2 separate regions of the Mus musculus genome follow, and region 2 is linked to region 1. Evidence: chromatin contacts called from public HiCAR-type data. All regions are on one chromosome and are shown on one strand. The core of a region is the stretch at or near the end of the contact, and the rest is flanking DNA. Distances in the headings are between cores, read along the strand shown.

Region 1 (3,076 bases), core at 184-2,683:
AGGTTCTTTCCCACCCTGTCTCACTCTTACCTCCTGGCTCGGGTGCCAAACCACGTGCTTAACGTCCTGCGTATGAGAGCTGAGGACACTGACACACTCATACTCATCCTCTTCATCAACTGTGGGAGGAACAAATTAGACCCAGAGGTGACCAGTCAGGGACAAAGCTGAAAGCCAGCGAGCTGGTTTCCTGCTGTACCCAGAGGCACCTAGACTCACCTTCCCAGACCCACACGCTCTTATCTCTGCTGCAGGTAGCCAAGAGGTTGCCAGATGGGGCCCAAGCCACTGACTTGACCTCATTTTCATGGCCCTCAAGAGTGGTCACACACTGGAAAGGGAAAGGATATTGAGTTAATGGCAGCTAAGAGTCCTAAGCCCTAGTAAAATATCTAAGAGAGCAGTTTTGTTGTTGTTTGAGAAAGGGTTTCATTCTATAGCAGGATGACCTTGGTGGACTTACAGCAATCATCCTGCTTCAGTGTCCCAAATGCTGGCATTACAGTCATGAACTACCATACTCAGCTACTATTTCTATAGTGTAGAAATTAAGTTAAGGCTGTAACTAATATGACCAAGCCCTGGGGTGCAAACAGGTAATAAACTGCTCCCATCCAACCTGTTTACCTCAAAGTCATCCTGGTTCTTCTTCCAAATACAAGTGGTGGCATCAAAGCTGGCAGATGCCAGGTAATTTCCACACGGGGACCAGGCCACTTTCCTAACGGTGCGCTGATGGCCTTCAGAAAGGACAGACTTGCAAATCCAGCTGTCACCTGCAAGCAGAGAACAGGCTAGGCTTTGGAGCGCCATCGATGCCATTCACTAAGTAGTACTTTAAGTGGGACCCTGTTGCTGGGACAAAGTCAGTCACCATTATTACTACGATGCAACCGATCAAGATTCTGAAACTGTTAAACTGCTCTTCAGGCGACTTTCCTCATTTTTCTACCTCAGCAAATATCCCAGTTCCCGCAGCAAATATCCCAGTTCCCGCAACAATTCCAGCCTCTGTTGACGCTGGCACACTCCTTCCCCGACACTTTTCAGAGTAGTGTTTTCCTCGGCACCAGGGCCACAAAGCCAAGCCAGGCCTTACCCTCGGTGCCCCAGATGCGAATTTTACGGTCGCCTCCGCAGGAAGCCAACAGGGTCCCCGAGGGGTTCCAGGCCAGGAACCAGCAGCGGGAATCCGGGTGCGCCGGGACGCGGCTCTGCAGTACCAGAGAATCTTTCATGGCGACTGTTTTAGGGTAAGGAGAGCACACCGAGAGAAGCAACGCGCCAAACGCGCTGGGCACTATAGAACCTTGAGACCGTCAGATGTACAGCTTCTGCAAAATATGTCGCCCTAGGAATTGACGTGCCCGCTGTTGACGCCGCGTGACCTTCTGGGACTTGTAGTCACTCCCCTCATCCTCCGTAACTGGAAGCCTCGCGGGACAGTCCGGAACTACCAGTACCCTGATGCCCTGCGCAAGAACAAGCGGCGCGCGCACACAGTGACGCGCACGGAGGGCAGGGCGGAGGGCCGGAGAAGAAGGAGGCGGGGGTGGGGTGGGGTTGGAGGAAGCCGGAAGTGCATCGGCCAGGGTCCGTCTGGGCGTTGCGGGTTTGGGGCCTGGGATCGTTTGGCCCGGGCAGCTAAGAAGCCTGTGACCGGGCGGAGCGGCGCCATCCCAGCCCTGAGGCCTGCTGACCGGTGAGGAGCAGGGACTAGAGTAGGGAGGGTTACTGAGGCTTAGGTCGCACCCCAAAGTGCGGATTCCCGATCTCGGCGGCCCAGCTGCATCCTCCGCCCCTCAGCACCCCTCTGTCTGATAACCCTGGTCCAAGTCTCCTCCGGTCCCCTTGCCAGTAGCCGATCCCCTCCCCCGGCCCCCCAGTACCTCCGCCCGTTCATCCTGGCATGTCTACAGCCAATGTAGTCCCCTGCCATCTCCGAGCCCTGATCCAGCACCCCTCATCCAGAGCCCTCGGTCCCCGCCCCCCGAATTCCCGCAGTCCTTTGGTCTGTGCTCAGCCCTGGGTCCCACCCCGCAGTCTCTGGTGCGGGCCCTGACAGCTCCGGGCCAGCCGCCCATTGCGTTGCTCTCCACCTGGGTACAGACAGGCTCTGCGCGCCCCGCTGAGGTCGGCGGCCACCACCAACGACCGCAGAGCTACAGCGGGCAGCCCCGGGCATGTATGCCCCTGGAGGTGCCGGGCTGCCGGGAGGGCGCCGGCGGAGAAGCCCGGGAAGCAGCGCTCTTCCCAAGCAGCCGGAGCGGAGCCTGGCCTCGGCCCTGCCTGGCGCCCTGTCCATCACAGCGCTGTGCACTGCCCTCGCGGAGCCCGCTTGGTTGCACATCCATGGAGGCACCTGTTCCCGCCAGGAGCTGGGGGTCTCGGACGTGCTGGGCTATGTAAACCCGGATCTGCTAAAAGGTGAGAGCGCTGAGCTCCTGCTCTCTTGGCTTGAGGGGCGGTGCAGAACAGATATGAGGCTGGCTGAAGTATAGATAGCCAGAGGCAGTCATTTGTCAAAGGAAACAGCCCCATTCTTGCTTGGTGTTCATGCCCACCAGGTGGCTCTGTTTGGGGGTCTAGCCTCTCATTAATTTTGATGTTATTCAGCCAAGCACCTACTCCTCACCGTCATGCTAATCCAAACTGCTGCTATTTTAGGTTTCTGCCAGAGGTAGGTAGAAGAAAAAAGGGTGTTTGTCAGGTATTACAATTAGCCTCCCCTTTCTAACGGACATGTGAGATGCAGAATAGTCGTTTGGGGCAGCTCGATCGATGGAGAAATCAGAACTGTTAATGTGACCAATTGTAAAAGACATTTTAGTATTCTATGATAATTGGATTTACAATAGAGGGGACTTGTGGCATCCCAGGTCATCAGATATCAGTTCTATTAACACCTTCAACAGTTGAAACTTGGTTTTCCATGCCTTTACAGGTATGCCATATTAAGACGGTTGCTTTATTCATCAACAGATTTCCCAGACTAGCAGGCAGAAGAAAGCATCTGGTCTGTTTATTGGATGAGATAGGAGTCTAGGGCTTAGAGGAGGGCCTGACTCAGGAGCCT
Region 2 (3,076 bases), core at 171-2,670, 2.0 Mb after region 1:
TGGTACAGTGCTGAGAAAAGCAAAGGATGTTCTGTCCACCTCAAATACATGCCCAGGGAACACCAAAGGACAAGTTGGGAGGACGCTGGCATGCCACTGTTGTGGACTGACCATAACCAACTCTCCTGTCTTCGTAAGCACACACCATAGAAATGCCCTCCAGTTTCTTGATCAAAATCTGCGCTGCTGGGAACCAACTTTCCCAGGAGAAAGAAGGAACCAGAAGAGCTTCCAGAGATGTGGGTAACAGTGTAGTGTAGAGCCTTCCTTCCTTTGGAGACTGTTAGGAAAAAAAATGCTTAAATTTCTGCCAATAGACAGCACTGCCTAGGGGTTGCTGGTTTTTTGTTTTGTTTTGTTTTTTAAGTCATGCCTGAAATCAAGGACTGAAATGCTCCTTTTGTTATTACAGGATTCACCATGATGCAAGTCAAACAGACTGGAAACAGAAGGGCTGGTCCGTTCATTGCTGTTAGCAACCGGGGCAACAAAGCCAGTGTAACTATGGGAAGGTAAACTCACTTGGCGTTGGGGTCCTTTAGCTTTCCCTTGGCTGCCAGGTACTCCTGGAGCTTCTGCCACCGTTCTTCTGTAAAACATGGACACGAGCAAACACCAAAAACATTACAGAAAACCCTTTATATCTTTAAATATGATACTTCCCTGTAGCTATTTTGGCTTTGATAAAGTCACCAGTCCTGTTATGCTTGCTTTCAATACCAACGGTATCAGCCTGGTGCCAAGCTCTTTACTAAGCTGTTTACACTAACCATCAATCCTATGAGGTATTTGGCTGTTTGAAACTCAGATGAAGTGACAGGCTTAAATTTACCCACTAATGTGCAGCAAAGCCAGGATTTGGAATCAAGACTTTTTTTTTTAACCCTTGAGTTACAAATTGTGTGCCTAGGACGGTGCGCAGAACCGCAGGCCCATAAGTGAGGACAGAGTGTGCATCTCAAAGGTGACACGGGGGAGGGGCATACTGGAGAGGTAGAAAGGGCTCCAGGTCCCTCGGAGGCCAGGGTTCACAGCATCCTTAAGCCTCAGCCCACAGTTTATCAATCAACCTCCAGACAGCGCACATTTTATCAGTGAACCTGCAGAGACTCGGACTGGGGCCGAACCTGCCACCTGACTGCTGTCAAAGTTCTGGCCATAACTAGCAATGCAGGGGTGTCCCCCTGCGGCAACGGAGCGCGCCGCTCCTCGCCGTGGCCCGGGTCCAGCGTCCTTAACCTAACTGAGCTCGGGGGAGACTGAAGCAGGCGGGGGAGGCCTGGCAGCTTCTGGAGGCTGCCGACCACACTTACCCGCGGCTGCGCTGGCAGTGGGGCCGGGCCCCACCATGGCTCTACGGCGACAGTTTCTTCCTTCAAAGGGCGCGCCTTGTTCTAGTACGAGAACCGGGCGCCCGTCTGGACGCTCCTATTGGCTTCCGCGACTTTGAAATTCGCCAATAAAAAGACGGAGAGGGCGGGATAACAGGAAATGGACATTCGGCGATTCCCACTGGGGACCTCCCCTGAGGCTCTGCGATTGGAGAGTTTCTGAGAAGGCCCGCCCTATGGCTAGGTCACTTCCGCAGCGGTGCCTCTGAGGTGGGAGCTGGTGGGTGATGCTGGCTGGCGGAGGAGTGGCTCTAATTGTAGCCAAATTTGGGTTAAGGACGGTTGTGACAGTTGAAGAAACGGGGAGAAACAAGCCGGAGCCTAAGTCTCTGTGCTATCAGTTAGGCTGGCTTTGGCTGCAAATAATAGCATGCCAAACGAAAATGGTCCGTATCAGTTATTGTTCTCATTCTTGTAGCCGAATACCGGACAGAAACAACATAACTCCGTGTAGTCCCTGAGCAGCTCGCGGGAGCTGTCAAAATGGCGCAATCTGTCAAAAGTGTCTCAAGGGAAGGGCATCCTAAGACACAGGAGCTCAGGAGCCACACAGCTCTGAGGTGGGACAGTGTCCCCTTGGAAAGGCACCCTGAGACTCGGAAACCCAGAAACCACAGAGCTCTGAGGGTCAGAAGGTATTCCTGTGGAAGGACACCCTGAGACATCAGAGCCGGGGAACCACACAGCTTTGAGAGGAAGCCTCGTCAGCTGAGGCAGTGCAGTTCCCAGGGGAGGGTATCTCCAGCTCAGCCCAGGAGCTCAGGAGCCTCTGCCCCGCTCCACTTCTTTGTTTCTTCCCTTCCTCTGTCAATTGCTTCTTGGCTTCTTCCAACGCGAAAGTCATATGAGGCAGCAAATCTCGTAAAAGATATTTATTGGAGAAGGATGTTATGGTGGGAAGAGAAAAGGGCAAGGGGTTAGAAGAGTTTTTAAAAGAATAACAAAGATTTCCTAATAGAAAATGTAAAGAACAGAATTATATAAATTTAAGAATGGAAATAAAACATGGAAACATAATAGTTTATTTAAACAGAAAAACATCTACAAGGTAAAGTTAAAATGCTAACAAAGGCCTGCTAGAAAGAAAAAAAAAATCATGAAGGAAAGAGAAGGAAAAGGTTATCACTGGCATACCTAAACATTATCAGGTGAGTGAAGGAGAATAAAAAAAAAATCACAAAAGTTTTTGCTTTTGTTTTTGTTTTTTAATATGATAAAAAGCGCTGAGATGGCTGGGGTAAGGAGCATGCAGTGCTCTGGCAGGCCACCAGAGTTGGTTCCCAGCACCCATATTACATAACACATCTGCCTGTAACTCTAGCTCCATAGGGTCTGACATCCCGACATCCACTTGTGTGACAAGACTTTCCCTGAGGAGATGTAACACATGGCTACTTACTGCAGACAGACAAAAGCTTGGATACCACCAAAGCTCAACACGTCTTATCGGGGCTATGTACAAGAATTTGGGTGAAGGGTTACTGCACATTTCAGGTGTTCAATTATTGTTTCTGTGAATTTCCAACCCCACTTTCTAAAATAGAGTCTATTACTCCTGATTCTGACTTTCTTTTTCATTAGGTCACAGGAAAGCAGCTTCTAACCTGCTGTATTGTCTCTAAAACCACTACTTGGTTTTGGTGGTACATTATATGGTGAGTTTGTATGGACATCTACATCGGCAT

The links. HiCAR-type assays count read pairs that join an accessible place to other places.
Region 2: a contact with region 1 is called in a HiCAR-type map of astrocytes, with 2.6 times the contacts expected there. The contact joins the promoter of Ckap2l here to the promoter of Ciao1 in region 1. A contact is called at or near these places in 1 of 39 promoter capture datasets (pre-B cells) and 1 of 115 datasets of contacts at active chromatin or transcription factors (astrocytes).

The regions. Positions count from the first base shown.
Region 1 is chr2:127,246,383-127,249,458 of GRCm38.p6, forward strand. Ciao1 (cytosolic iron-sulfur protein assembly 1) reads right to left here and starts at 1,434. Exons shown (of 7, transcript NM_025296.4): 1 at 1,100-1,434; 2 at 628-776; 3 at 220-331; 4 at 31-119. The coding sequence starts at 1,238. Tmem127 (transmembrane protein 127) reads left to right here and starts at 1,566. Exons shown (of 4, transcript NM_175145.4): 1 at 1,566-1,702; 2 at 2,110-2,427. The coding sequence starts at 2,184.
Region 2 is chr2:129,295,792-129,298,867 of GRCm38.p6, forward strand. Ckap2l (cytoskeleton associated protein 2-like) reads right to left here and starts at 1,421. Exons shown (of 9, transcript NM_181589.3): 1 at 1,314-1,421; 2 at 523-589. The coding sequence starts at 1,350. It overlaps Gm14023 (predicted gene 14023), which reads left to right and starts at 1,579. Exons shown (of 5, transcript NR_040371.1): 1 at 1,579-1,611; 2 at 2,973-3,046.